5 separate regions of the Mus musculus genome follow, and all the other regions are linked to region 5. A link is a contact called in public HiChIP or PLAC-seq and Micro-C data. All regions are on one chromosome and are shown on one strand. The core of a region is the stretch at or near the end of the contact, and the rest is flanking DNA. Distances in the headings are between cores, read along the strand shown.

Evidence for each region. A called contact is a pair of places that touch in the nucleus more often than the background predicts. HiChIP or PLAC-seq counts read pairs in DNA pulled down with a chosen protein or histone mark.
Region 1: a contact with region 5 is called in an H3K4me3 HiChIP or PLAC-seq map of the SCID.adh cell line, with 14 read pairs. The contact joins the promoter of Pus10 here to the promoter of Usp34 in region 5. A contact is called at or near these places in 5 of 484 Hi-C or Micro-C datasets (CD4 T cells, the N1E-115 cell line, Th1 cells and 1 more), 4 of 115 datasets of contacts at active chromatin or transcription factors (the SCID.adh cell line, effector CD8 T cells, embryonic stem cells and 1 more) and 1 of 9 other capture datasets (adipose tissue).
Region 2: a Micro-C map of embryonic stem cells shows a contact between it and region 5, with 9 times the contacts expected there. The contact joins the promoter of Rel here to the promoter of Usp34 in region 5. A contact is called at or near these places in 5 of 484 Hi-C or Micro-C datasets (CD4 T cells, CD8 T cells, LSK cells and 2 more) and 2 of 115 datasets of contacts at active chromatin or transcription factors (effector CD8 T cells and memory CD8 T cells).
Region 3: an H3K4me3 HiChIP or PLAC-seq map of the SCID.adh cell line shows a contact between it and region 5, with 25 read pairs. The contact joins the promoter of 0610010F05Rik here to the promoter of Usp34 in region 5. A contact is called at or near these places in 3 of 39 promoter capture datasets (cranial neural crest, liver and pre-B cells), 1 of 15 datasets of contacts at CTCF or cohesin (CD8 T cells), 4 of 484 Hi-C or Micro-C datasets (CD4 T cells, cardiomyocytes, embryonic stem cells and 1 more), 4 of 115 datasets of contacts at active chromatin or transcription factors (the SCID.adh cell line, astrocytes, bone marrow-derived macrophages and 1 more) and 1 of 9 other capture datasets (liver).
Region 4: a contact with region 5 is called in an H3K4me3 HiChIP or PLAC-seq map of the SCID.adh cell line, with 10 read pairs. The contact joins the enhancer-like site here to the promoter of Usp34 in region 5. A contact is called at or near these places in 3 of 39 promoter capture datasets (the 3T3-L1 cell line, the HPC-7 cell line and stem cell-derived epiblast-like cells), 1 of 484 Hi-C or Micro-C datasets (the N1E-115 cell line) and 2 of 115 datasets of contacts at active chromatin or transcription factors (the SCID.adh cell line and bone marrow-derived macrophages).

The regions. Positions count from the first base shown.
Region 1 is chr11:23,664,655-23,667,354 of GRCm38.p6, forward strand. Pus10 (pseudouridylate synthase 10) reads left to right here and starts at 1,338. Exons shown (of 18, transcript NM_028304.3): 1 at 1,338-1,799; 2 at 2,624-2,700. The coding sequence starts at 2,635. Pex13 (peroxisomal biogenesis factor 13) reads right to left here and starts at 1,229. Exons shown (of 4, transcript NM_023651.5): 1 at 1,093-1,229. The coding sequence starts at 1,190.
Region 2 is chr11:23,769,566-23,772,265 of GRCm38.p6, forward strand. It overlaps Rel (reticuloendotheliosis oncogene), which reads right to left and starts at 1,404. Exons shown (of 10, transcript NM_009044.3): 1 at 1,115-1,404. The coding sequence starts at 1,124.
Region 3 is chr11:23,632,276-23,634,975 of GRCm38.p6, forward strand. 0610010F05Rik (RIKEN cDNA 0610010F05 gene) reads right to left here and starts at 1,356. Exons shown (of 22, transcript NM_027860.3): 1 at 1,218-1,356.
Region 4 is chr11:23,583,249-23,585,961 of GRCm38.p6, forward strand. 0610010F05Rik (RIKEN cDNA 0610010F05 gene) reads right to left here. Exons shown (of 22, transcript NM_027860.3): 17 at 1,272-1,363. Among named protein-coding and RNA genes, the nearest start is that of 0610010F05Rik, 49 kb to the right of the region's middle. Within about 2 kb of position 1,268, at least 8 of the 459 cell types and tissues checked have an H3K27ac peak or open chromatin away from gene starts, as enhancers often do. A contact at or near this core is called in the SCID.adh cell line, where this site is marked.
Region 5 is chr11:23,305,576-23,308,275 of GRCm38.p6, forward strand. Usp34 (ubiquitin specific peptidase 34) reads left to right here and starts at 1,320. Exons shown (of 80, transcript NM_001190401.2): 1 at 1,320-1,441. The coding sequence starts at 1,399.

The sequences.
Region 1 (2,700 bases), core at 88-2,587, 360 kb after region 5:
AGCTAAGTAGGTTCATTTAAAAATGCAAGATAAGTTCAACATTAATGGAATAACCCATAATTGCATACCATTAGTAAAACAAATATAAACAGGTACAGAAAACAATCATAAAATTTAAGGCACATACAACAAAACAACAACAAACCCAGAAGGCTAAGTAATGTTCAGAGAAGTTTAACGGGATAGCAAAGAACACACTTAGAAACATTCTAATGAAAGTATCACCAATAAGTGTTGCTTTAACACGAAAAATACAGCTTATCACTCTAATTGTATCTATTAGTTACTGTGCCCAAGTGTTTTAGTACTTTTAAAAGAGCACCAGATTTTCCAATAAGAGAAAAGTACTCCAACGTACAGAGATTTTTACGCGCCAGGAAAACGTACAAACTTGCTCTGAAATCATGTCGCCTGGATTAAGGTATCTATTTATCCAAAGAAAACACAGGTTCCTGAAACTCTAATTCTGTTTTAAATTTTTAAAAGTTGCAGACCCATTTGTTACTGATTTAAATCAAAGCAAATAAAAACTTTATAGGCCTTAGACGACAGTCACACACACAATTTTGTACACAAAGGCTACCCACAGACCTCGAATTCCTGTCTTAGAATTCTTTCAACCCTCAACCTAAACGTTAAGTTATGCTAGAAAAGAAAGCCAAGGGTAAGAGCTTGGATTCCATGTTGCGTAAACGTGACCTTTGGGTCGTTCAACCAACTTCTGGAGAGGCTGTAAAGCTTTTCCATGACTTTTGCTCTCTATCCTTGTCCTGGCTGGGCCAACGTCGCGCTCGGCAGCAGACCCAAGCTCGTCGCTTTGAAGCGGGTCAGGCTGTCCCGCCCCCCCATGTCCCGCAAAAGCGAAAAGGCAGGGAAGCGCCGCTTTTCTTTCTAGCTCCTGCATCCGTGGGGCCGGCGGGGCGCCCGGGGGAAGAACGGGCGGTCGTACAGCCAGCAGACTCCAGACCCGCTCTGCACTCGCCCCGGGCCGGCAGCGGGAAGCGACGCCTCCCCCCAATAACGGCTTCAACCGCCTCCTGCCAAGTCCCCGCTCTGGCCTCCAAAGTCGCGGCCCAAACACCTCACACTCACTGGTAAGTGGGGCCGGGGCCGGAGCCCGGCCCGGGGCCGGCCCCGGGAATTCTGCGAGACTCCCAGGGTTTGGGGGGCGGCGGCGGCTGGGAGGCCATCTCTCCGCCAGCTCCGCTCCGGCTCAGGGAAGCGACTGCGACGGCTGGGTGAAGGAGCGCCTCGCTTGCCAGGCACGACAGGCAGAACACCGAGCCCTCCGCCCCGCCCACGCCTGACGTCAGGCCAAGGCGTGTGGTCAGGCGAAGCTGGAGGAAGGAGGAAGGGAACAGCTAATTTGCTGGGGTGTGGGAGGGGGTCGGGAGTCGGGAGAGCGGGACGTCCCTCTTTCTTTTCCCTAGTCTGGGTTTCAAATTTGAGTAGGGGCTCATCGACGTTTCTGGCAGCAGCTACTACGACCTAGGTGCCGAGTCCGTCGGAGGCTCCTTTGCCGGCCGACCCTTTAAGGCTAGCAGTAAAGCCCCTCGCAGTCTTTCGTTCGTAGAGCTAGGGGGAGTGCAGGCTGCCAGGCGGACAGCCTTACAGGTCACCGTGTAAGACGAGGGGGTTCCTGCATTCCTCTCGTGAGGGGCCTGGTACTTTCGTTGTAAAGCTCTGGTTTTCTTGGGGAACACAACGGCTGAGCGCAGTAGGTGCGCTGTCTTTACTCTTCCCCGTTCCCACCCAGGGCCGAAAAGGGTTAAGACTCGGCTGCGGCATCTTGGGAGAAGGTAAGGCCTAGGAAGTACGAGGTGAGGGGTTAGGGACTGGGTGTCGAAGAGGCGTAGCTGCAGTCCCTTTTGTTTGTTAGTCAGGTGGAGTGAGTGGTAAGTTTCTAGAACCTCAGCACATAGAGTTAAGGGCTTGTTTGGCCAGAACAGAGCTTTCCCCTTACCTTTCCCCTACTCCCATGCCAGAGGACGAACTATGCCTGTGCAGGAGGAAATGCATTAAAAAAGATCTTATGGTGTGAAACTCAAGACTGTTTCAGCTACCCCCCTCTCCCCCGCTGGCTTTGATTCTCTATTTAGCCTAGGTTAGCTTTGAACTCATGGAGATCTTCTTGTTTCTTGTGTACTGAAATTATAAGCGTGAGCGCTTACACCTGGCAAGAAGATGCATTTTTACATAATTATTTCCAACTCCTCATAGACTCTTTACTTAACATTAAATTAATAGGTTAAGTGAACTGATAGACGGGATTATGAAACTGAAATAAATACTTGGCCACATGGAGTTTCTTGATTTTTTTTTCTTTAATAGAGTATATTCCCATATTGTAAGTACTTCCTTGAAAGGTTTACACAGGCAACCCTGAGTGGTCCCAAGTCCCGGAATCGGAAAGTTTTTAATGTCATGTCCAGAGCAAGCTTGTCTTTCTTTGTTCCTCTCCCCTGTAATCCACATACTCACTTAGTCAAGTTCATATTTTAGAATATAGATATGACAAGCAGTATTTGAAGGGTACAAAATAGAATTTTTCAAATGAAAGCTTTTCTTTTTAAGGACATAAATACAGCACGTAGCTGTAGAATACTGAAAGTGCTCATTTTAGTTTCTTCTAGTATGCTTCCACTGACTGAGGAGAACAAGCACGTGGCACAGCTGTTGTTCAGTTCTGGCACCTGTCCA
Region 2 (2,700 bases), core at 154-2,653, 460 kb after region 5:
CTTAAAGCCTTTTTGTGCTTCTAATCAGAACATGAGTTAAATTTACAAATTTACTAGAGCATCTGAAAGCCTGGCTTCATTTAAATGGGTAAAGAGAAAGTTGAAATATTTTAAACTACACTTGTTTTCTCATGAAAACCACAGACAAACTGAAATCAAGTGTCATGTGAAACACCCCAGTTTCCTTTACAGCAGGAGTTATGATATTGTTCTGCTCAACTCTTAAAGAGTTCACTAAGCTTTCTACTTCCTCTTCTCTGCCAGACGTCGGCTGCCTTCTACTGAGGGTCACTGGGAAGATAAGGGTCAGCGTCCTGCTACAGACAGAAGGTGTCATTTTTAGCTCCCACCACCATCTCAGCTGCTTCAAGTGCTTGCTTTACATATAGTACGACTGTCATACTAAACTCCCCTGTCCTGTAAACTGTTTCTTATAAATGTCCCCCTCAAAGCAGATGATCCAAAACTTACTAGTGGCAGATAAAACACTGACATTAAACGATGACATTTTCAACCCTACCAGTTACTTTAAAGTATAATCAAATCTCGTCCTCTTGCTGCTAACAAAACGCGCGTGCAGGTTTGGGGTTGGGGGTTGAAGGGATCGAGGTCTCTACACGGTAAATTAGACAAGCAACATCTTTAGCTCGTGGGGGCGGGGGTAGTGTTTTCGCTTGGAACGAATTAAAACGCCACTGAGGACTTTCACAGCCACGCCACATTCTGTACCAGTGTCAGCCGCTAGCACGATTGGACTTAAAAAAAGAAAGCTCGTCTGAGGTCCGGAGGTTCCTCTTTTTTGTTCAAAAATGTAAAACTGGGTCTCCATACCACTGAGTCTTTAAACGCGAGGCTTCTCTGCTCTCCTTTACTGAGATTACCCCCTGTGATCCTAAAAGCACACCGTTGGGAATTTCGAAGGTTCTGGCTATTAGGAGAAGATCAGATTACAGTGCGCCGCTTTGATTTCACACGCAAACCCCGGAGCGGGCAACTTTTCAAACGGCTGACAATTTGCCAGATGAGAAGACTTGAAAGGCAGACCGTCCTAACCCCAAACGGAGCCCCCGACAGCTCCTCCCCGTGACCCGCGAGTGCTCGCCCCGGTACTCACTCGAGGCCATGGCTCGGCTCCGCGCGCCGCTCGCTGCAGCTTCCAGCGTCCGGCCCGAGGCTGCAAGGCAGCCAGTCAGTCAGTCAGTGAGTCAGTCAGCCAGGCAGTCGGTCAGGCAGGCAGTCAGCCAGCTAGCCCGTCAGTCAGCCAACCAGTGAGGAGGCTGAGCAGCCTCCGCAGCCGGGACGCCTGTCCTCGGACCACCCCCGGGCCTCCTCTTCTTTCCCGGCTCCTCTGGGTTTGCGGCTCACACCTTCCCACCCCCGAATCTTCGCGCTCCGGTCACTAGTGTCCTGGCGTCGCCTTGCCAGGATGCCGCGGCAGGGGCAGGGGGCGGGGCGGACCGCCCGGCGGAACGTGGGGGGAGGGGGGGGGATTTCCCGCTGCTTACGTCACTCGCGCCACCGCCTACCCGGGGCGGGGGGCGGAGCCTCGCGGCGGGCGCGCGACCCCGCGCGGGCCAGTGCGCTTACTTCCTCCAGAGCCACCACAGCCTGCACGCTCGCGCCGGGAGCTCCGTGAGGGCGCGCAGCGACGACTCCGCGCGTGAGAAGCCGTCGGTCCCTGAGAAATCCCCCTCCTCCAGAGTCCTTGAGAGCGCCGCTTAAAGCCGAGGGGCGTGTTCGTGACGTCATGCTGGCCGAGCGGCCGGAGGCGGGCCGGGCGGTGCACCGGGCGCGCTCCTTGGCCGCCCGAGGCCCGCCCGGGGTTTTCGACCGGTGGTTCCCCCTCTTCCCGATTTCGCACATGCAAATCTCCGCCCCCGCGCCAGAGAGTTGTCCGGGTGCTCTGGAGGGGAAGTGCGGAAGCGCCAGCGCCCGCGTTCGGCAGTAAGGCGCAGATTTGCATACGGGGACCCCCGCAGCCTTATTTTCCCTCTATATCTACATTACGTCTTTTACCTACCAAAGTTTTTCAGCTGCACTGCGAGGCCGCTAACCCCATTCTGTATAAATGTACACGACGTCCAGAGATTGGCCGAGATACCCACGGCCTGAGGCCTGGACCGAACTTTGGTGCTTTGACAGGTCAGGCGGAATCTTGTTTGCCTTCAGTTGCTAATACGCACCTGTTCTCTTAGTCTATGATGTATTAGCATGTCATTGTATACACGAGTATTAGGGTTGATTGGGGTTTGGAGAAGCTGAGTAGCTTGTCCATACTTTAGAGTTCTAGAAAGGAATTGCACGATTTAAGCTTAAGATTATCCAGCCCCGTTTAGCGCACTGCACTCCCAGCACGCGGGAGGCTGAGGTAGGTGGACTGTCTCAACAACAGAAATAACTCAGGGTTATCTGGCTCCACCTCTTACGTTCTCCAGTCATTTACTGACTAAAACAAGTAATGGAGGGGAAATAGAGAATATCATCTTGCATGGCCAACAAGATAGCTTAGAGAATAATTGCGCTTGCTACCAAGCCTGACAAATTGAGTTTGATCCATGGAAGGACAGAATCAACTTCCAAAAGTTGTCCTCTTACCTCTACATGCGCTTCAAAGAACGCCAAAGTGTGTGTGTGTGTGTGGGGGGGGGGGGGTTGGATAATTAAAATATATACTATCCTGTCATAAAAAATTCATCCTGT
Region 3 (2,700 bases), core at 106-2,605, 330 kb after region 5:
AGTAGAACTCAAGACAAAGACCCCTTGTGTGCTGCTTTTTCACTTTTAACTTTCAGATATTTAATTAAAATTTATTTTCTGTTTTTGGTGGTGGTGGTGGCAGTGTACTCCACAAATGAGCTAAGTTCCCAGCACTTAATTAAAATAACAAGAAAGATGTCTCCATCAAATTCTTAAAAACTTGTATATTTCAAATATAATACTCATTTATTCGTGGTAATGGATGATTTAAGTAACTTGGGTGTGAATTTTTTTTCTGTTGACACAATTGAATCTTTCCAATCAAGGGAAAAAAACTACTGTGTATTCTAGTTAAACTAATCTCTGAGAATGTTTCCTTTAGGGTATGAATAACATACAGTCTTAGAACAGCTGGCACATGCATCTCATTCTGGAGAAAGGTATAAACGTATAAAAAACTATGACCAAAAGAAAATATCTAAAACTCAAAATTATCCTCTCATGCATGACACCATACTTTAAAAGTGTTTAAGGTATAATATATTTAGTAAATAAATAACATTATTTACTAAAATATAAAAATTCTATTGTTTTAACATTTTACACCTTTAAAGAACATAACCTATTCCTTATTTTGGCTTATTCATATGGACAAGCATCTGCTTTTCATTTTTCAATGAAAAGGGGGCTCTTGATCTTTCCCTAGGCAGAGGAGGGAGTGGAGGTGGGGGGTGGTCACAGGGACAGGTGGAAGGCCTCTGGCACAGCAGAGGGAGGCTGTTAGTCCTGATCTACAACAGACTTCCTGACTCTCATCCACACGTGTGACCCAGCCGGTTGGCTCTGATTCTGAAAGACCGGACATCACTGCCCACCCGGGTAAGTAGCCTTTCCAAGCCCGGGTCCGAGGCTCCCTGCGCGGCGCGTCCTCGGGACCGGGATTCCGCGGCGTGGACACCGACTCGAGGCGCGGGCTGGAGAGGAGCAGACAAAGGCATCGGAAAGCAGCCTGGCGGGGACTGTGAGGGCCGGAGTCCGGCGACCGAAGCTGGGCTCCGTCGCCAAGAGCGTAGGCGAGGGCGGCGGCGGGACGGGGCCGCAGGCAGCGCCCGGGCGTCCGCGGGCTTCCGGGCAGCGGGGCCCCGCACCGCCCGCCCGCCCGCCAGTCCGCCCGCCCGGATGGGCAGCGGCGCTCCCGGCCCTCGCCCCACTCCAGCTTCCGAGTGGGTGCCCCAGCCTCTCAGCGTCTCTCTCACCTCCACAGGGCCGCGGCGGCCCTCACCGCGCCGGTGTCACCTGCAGCGGCCAGCACCGCCCGCGCTCGCGCCCAGAACGGCGCGACCCGGCGCACACGCCAGGCTGAGGCGGCCTCACGAGCCGCGGCCGCACCCGCCTGCGCCCGCTAGCCAGCCGCCCAGCAAGAGCGCCGAGGGGCGGGGCCTGATCGACGCGCCCGGGCCAATCGCAAGCTAGCGCCGCAGCAGAGCATCCAATGAGCGACGAGATCCTGCGGGTGGGCGGGTGCGGGCGGTGCCAGAGTGCAGCCCACCGCTGCACAGAGCCTGCTCTTCACCCTGCCCTCTCTGGCTCGTCCTCTCTGGCCTGTCGCAGTGCAGCGTCCCCACTCTCTTAGCGTCATGTCTCTTAGCGACTAGGTCCTCAGCGCTTGATCTTGAACGTGGGAGATAAAGGGAGCTCGAATGAAAAGAATAAATCTTTCCCTGTCACTCATTTTGCTATAAGCTGCTTAGGTTCAACAGAAAAAATATATGATTGGATAGGGCGTTGGCTGGGACTTAGAAACATACTGTAAACTGAAAAGCTGGCGACTTCTCAGATATAGTGTGGCAAATGTTCCAGTGTTAAACTTGGAAGGCTGATTGATGTTCAGTCTTAGAGCACTGATGGAAATGTATTAGTGGCCAGATGTGAGTTTTCGTTGGCAATCACTCCATGGTTCTGGCAAGATTAAACTAAAACAGTGTCCACTAATAAACCTGTTTGCAAGCAGAGAGAGACAGAGACAGAGAGAGAGAGAGAGAGAGAGAGAGAGACAGAGAGAGAGAGAGACAGAGACAGAGACAGAGACAGTGAGAACGAGCAATGTATTCAGTGTAAGCTGTATATCAAAAAGAATATAAGTAACTCTCAATGTTATGGTTTCGATCAAATCTTCATTTCTTTTTTGTTTCCCAGAGGAAGTTGAACGTTTGTTTGTTTTTTGTTGTTGTTTATTGTTTTCTCTTCAATCGCCTTATCTGCCAAGGCTTTCCTCCTACCACTCAAATAGATCTCCCTTCCCACTGGGGGGAGGTGGTCTCAATGTGCAGGTAGAGTCCAAATTATGCCCAAGGAATGAGGCTTCCACATTTGATAATGGGCCTCAGACCTCAGCGAAGCTCCGAGTAGCACGGTGAGAGAAGCACTTGGATCATTTCGCAGGCTCAGGCTTCCTGCTGGGAGCGAATGGTCCCTGTCTTGCTCTCAGGAGAACATGTGTTCACATTCAGCTTGAACTTCAGTGGCTGCACATAGAGCTTTCGACCTCCAAGTCAGATAAGTGTGGCAGCAGATAAGCCACGGTTTCTGCTTTATGAATGCTTCGTGATGCCCAGGTTTTTGTAACCAGACTTGTGAAGGGCTCATTTGTCAAATTAATGCATGCAGTAAAGGAAGCCTATCATCCATGGAACATTTATATATGCCAGGTATGCATCTGTTATCTACTTTAATCAACAT
Region 4 (2,713 bases), core at 18-2,517, 280 kb after region 5:
CTGTTACTTCATTTAAACCTTGCAGCAGCAGCTAGGAATGGTGTGGTGCCTGTGTTATCCCAACAGAGGCAGGCAGGGCTCCATGACAAGGTCAGCCTGGTCTACATGGAGAGTTTCAAGCTAGCCAGGGCTACATAGTAAGACTCCAATTAAATAAATAAACAAACAAATAAATAAATAAAGTCTTGCAGCAAAAAAAAGACCTATAATAGTGAGACAATCTTTTTAACTTTAGTGAAGTTAAAAAACTTCGTCAAAGAGAAAAAATAGACTTTGAATCTTTATCTGTTGAATTTATGCAAAGCTTATGCAATATATATAAAGATTAATATATATTATATGAGATTATAATATTATATAATCCTAATAAAGATTGCATTAATAAGCTTATCATATTAACAAGCTTATATATATAATATATATTAAGCTTATGCAATCTCAAAAAATTTATCTATTCATACATCTGTAGTACTTAACTAAGAGGAATGTGCAACCCATCCAATGTAACTGTGGATCTTATCTTTGTTTTTAATTTTATTTTTATTTAATTTTATGTACATTGGTGTTCTGCCTCCATGTCTGTCTGCGTGATGGTGTTGGATCCCCTGGATCTGGAATTACAGACAGCTGTGAGCTGCCATGTGGGTACTGGAAACAGAACCTGGGTCCTTCGGCTAGCAGCCAGTGTAACTCTTGCAGCCTGTCTCCAGCCCCATGCAGATCTTATTAGAACCGGCCTTTAGTACTCTCTGGAGCTCAGGGCTCTCCTCAGGCTCCTGCTGCTACTGCTGCTCTTCCAGCTCTCACAGTTTATCACTTCAATGGCACGGGGAAATAAGAGTGAATTTTATAGGTAATAGAGTAGAATTAACTTCAATTTAAAAAGTCTCTTCACTTTTTATAAATGTGTACTACTGGTTAAATGTTAAAAGGTTAACTAGCACACATAATGCAAAGTCTGTGAAAGTCCTTTCCGCATCACGTTCTCAGGAACAATCAACCTTACCAATTGCATGTGCAGCTCTCCATGGACTACGTGGCTCATGCATGAGGAAGGAAATCCATGTACATGTCCCATCTCATTATATGGAGGATGGCGTAGCATGCCTATACTTTGTTTCACCCCTTCCTTTTCCAAAGGTCCCACATCTTCCAGAGTCTCATCCACTAACACTGCTCGAATCCACTATGTCATTCATTACTCTATTTGCACTGTCTTGGCTATACTTGCTTGCTCACTTCCTATAAGGACTTTAAAATCACACAATTACCTTCTCCAGTGTCTTCTCTTTCTTTTGAGAACAGGGTGAGGACAGTTGTTTTTTTGGCGGCTTAGTAAATTTCTTTGGCTTCTCCTTTTTCCCTGATAAACAAAGGACAATATTAGAAACAAGAGTCCCATACCCTGCCATTGCTACTTTCAATAAAATAGACACATAACCAATTTTTCTAAAAGAGAGAGGAGGAGGAGGAGGGGGAAGGCCAGCGATGTCTACACAAGCCCCACATACACAGGAAGTCAGAATGAAGCTGCTGCACAGGGCTTGTTCTAATCTTATCTCTCCTTTGTACTTGAAAAGCTTTGAGGAATGAGATGAGGGCACACTGCTTTGTGTGCTAGATCAAAATGTCAGGGAAAACTACATATTTATTTATCTAATTTGACAGTGGAATCAAGTTCTTGGAAAAAATGTAATTTAATAATGAGGGACAGCATCAGGACACAAAAAAGCTTTCAAATTAATTTTGTTCAGGAAGGAGGCAAGGTAGGAATGGTTTGGGAAGCAGCCTGGGACAAATTATACTCTGGAATGTAGTCTTCTGAAGTCAATATCCTGAGTCTATTCTGGCCGAGAGAGAAGTGGAATCTGGAAGGGAAGGGACAATACTCTAAAAACAAAGTATAAAGGCAAGAAGAATGCACGAGGCAGCACTCTCAAACAGTTCTTTGTGCACTACTTTCACATTTTGCTCTTGTCACTACTGCTCATGGGAAACCTACATAGAGAGATGTGAGGACATACAATGACCCTGAGGATACCACAGTAAGTAGGCAAGATAATAATAGATCAAGAGTTATACATTGGCTAGAAGACATAATGAGACATATGTGATGGTACGGAACAGGACATGGCAATACCTTCTACGTTAATTGATATGAAAACAACAAAAATGGTATCAAAACTATCAGAAAGTACTGGAAAACAATCAAAGCTAGGCATAGAGTTAGGCAATTCATACTGAGAACTTTGTGAGATTAGAAATATGAATGTCCTCTTATCTAAAAATACTTCCCACAGGGAAGAACCAACCTGGACCAACCCTGGGACAAAACGACACAGTCCAAAGCAATAAATAAGCTGTTAGTATAAGGGAATATGGGCATAACTCTAAATACTTAGCTGAGTGTTAAACTATGCCAGTGTGAGAAAGCCTATCCCCGTAACAGGCTGCCTATGCTTGCCAGACAGAACTGTTGTTGCTGGTCAGATGTTAGGGGTTTCTGTGACTCTGACTGAGTTCATTCTCCAAGATGCACGTATCTCAAGCTTCAGACTACTGAGTGAAAGTGTCAGAGGGCAGATTTGGATCTGGAAGAACAACTAAAGATCCATGGAGAACTTATAATGCAAGGAAACACTAAGAATTGAGCCCTGGTATCTGAATGAAAACTGTTCAGATTCTTGGCTGTGACAGCTAATCTTCCTTGTCA
Region 5 (2,700 bases), core at 70-2,569:
CCACTGAGCCATCTCACCAGCCCGAGCTTCTAGTTCTTAATGCAATACCAAACTTAAGTTGGGTGTCCCTTTCACTTGTTTTCCACTCCTGGCTCCATTTCTTTTGGCACTGGGCAAATGGGGTTATAAAAGTCGCTCAGGCTGCCTTCGAACTCGGAGCAACCCTCCTGCCTGCATTTAGGAAGTACTGTCGTAAACCATCACGCCAGGCTTCGTTCCTCACGGTACTAGCTCTCGCTGTCTCTCTCTGATGAAAAAGCCTAATAGAGCGTTTCCGATGAAGAATGAATGGGTAGACACACACGTTGTAAGACCTCGTGCGTAAAAACGAGGTGTCACGGTTTCTCAACCGCGCCATTTCTAGTCCTGTCAAGGTGTTTCACTGCTGAGGATCCATGAGCCTCACAGAACCGCACGGCTGAGATAAACAGGGATTCAGGTTAAGACGCGCCCTGGGCTGTTCCATTCTCCCGAAGCCAGGTGGGGAGCGAGCCGCGGCGTTGCCAGCATCTGCTGACCCGCGGCCGTCTCCACCCTCAAAGTACCCGAAGGACAGGCAAACTTCACCGCTTCCCCTCGGGGGTGCGGGAGATCAGGAGGCGCCGCGCCGCGGCAGGGGACGGGGCGGGCCATCCGTCGCGGCTCCGGCCGAGTCTCCCGGAGCGCGGAGCCCGTAGGGGCGGGAGAGGCCGCGTACCCGCGACCCGCCCGCAGCCTCCGCCATCTTCCACTCACCCGCCTCCCCCCGCGGCGGCGGGCGGCGCGCTCCCCTTCCGGCCGCTGACAGAGATCCGGCTGGGCGGGGAGGGCGAGCGCGCACAGGGGGTGGACCGAGGGCGGGGAGGCCGGACGGAAGAGGAAAGGGAGGGCGGCCAGCGGCTCCGGCAGGGCGTGCGGCGTGTGTGCGGAGAGAGGCGGAGGGCGGGGGCAGCGAGGAGGGCGGAGGAATGAGTGCGCGAGGCGCCTCTCTTCGGCTCCTTCGCCTGGGCGGAAAGAGCCGAGCGCAGCCCGAGCGCTCCATTAAAATGGCGGCGGCGGCGGCGGTGGCCGCGGCGTCTGGTCGGTGGTGAAGTGACTCTGCTGCTTCTCTCCCCACCCACCCCTCCCTCTCCCCTCCCCCGTCCTTCCCCCTTCCCCCGCCGCCGGCGCCTAGGCGCCCCTGAGGCCTGCGCTCCCCTCGCCCCCCTCCTCGCCCCCGCCCGCTCCCGCTCCCGGGCCCGCCGGCCCCCTCCCCCACCCGCGGCTCCCCGCCCCGTCCTCGCCGCCGCCGCCCGCCCTCGTCGCTTCCCCGCCCCGCCGGCAGGCCGGCCCCCTCCCCTGCCTCCGTCCCCTCCCCCCCGCCGGTCGGGATCAGTCAGCGCGATCCTAAGCGGGGGAGGGGGGGGCGGCGGCCGAACGATGTGCGAGAACTGCGCAGACCTGGTGGAGGTGTTAAATGAAAGTAAGTCGCCGGGTAGGGGACCCGTCGGGGTGCACGGTTTGGGGGTCCCTGGGCTGTGCTCTCCCGCCTTGCCTGCCTTCCCGGCCTGCGGGCTGCGGCGACCGGGCCGGCCCGGCGTACGGGCCTGTGTGCCCGGGAAGGTGCGTGGTGGCGGCGGCCGTCGCGGCGCCTCGGGCCCAGGCCGCCGGGTTACCTGGGCGCCCGAGAGGCCGCGGCGCAGCCCCGGCCGGGTCCGGCTTGGGCGGTCTCGGAAAGTTTCCTCATTACAGGTGTCAATTAATGAAGGCACTAATGAGCCCTTCCGCCCCTTTCCCCCTTCGAGGAAGGTGTGGGGAGGTGGGGTCGGAGGACTAGGCTTTGCTCTGCAGTCCGAGCCTCAGGGCCGCCCTCTTTGATTTCCAGCGTGCTGGGGAGGCCTCGCTTACCTGCTAATTTTCGTTAAAGTCCGTGGGAGAAGGGTGGTGATTTTTCCATCCCTTGAGGGTGTGTGGGTGTATTCAATCCATCTGCCAGCCCTTAAATAGCAGAAATTGAACTGCAATAGTGATGATTGGAACCGTCTTACCTTAATTAAAAATAAAGGTGATAGTATTTCTTTAGTACCATTCGTCGTTTAAGTAGTAAAGTCTATTATAAGGAGATCTCTACCAACGACAACCACCCCGAGTTAGTCATGGTCTGTCTCTGAAAATGAGAGGCCTTACTCCTTATTCTTTATTATTGTATTACATATTTTATTTTTGGCCTTGCAAGATTGCATTTCTGCTTAAGAAACAGGGAATATTGCACGTCAGCCACTTGTGGGCCCAGAGGTGGTTTAGATGAAAAGATAATTTACACAAACTTGATTTGTGACAAATATTCATTTGAGGTATTGGAATTTATATTCAGTGTGATATTTTGACAGATTTCGAAACTACTTATTCCTTTTAATTCATTCATTTAAAAAGTCTATTTGTAGATTGTAATTCCCTTTTGGTTGCTTAATTTTTACTTTATTATGTGCTTGAGTTTCACTTTAATGGCTAAAAGGTTTATAATTTATTTTCAGCTATGTATTTAGTTCCTGACAGATTAAAGTAGGTGTTTTGTATATATTCAAACTACATTTTCCCATATCTGTGTCATCCTACATTTTCCTAGTATTTTATAAGGTTATTCCTATTTTGACATAAATTTCATTCTTGGTAGAAGTGATATGGTAAACATAGTTCCTTAGTACTTATTTCAGTAAAACATTTTGTATCTTAGAAATACAT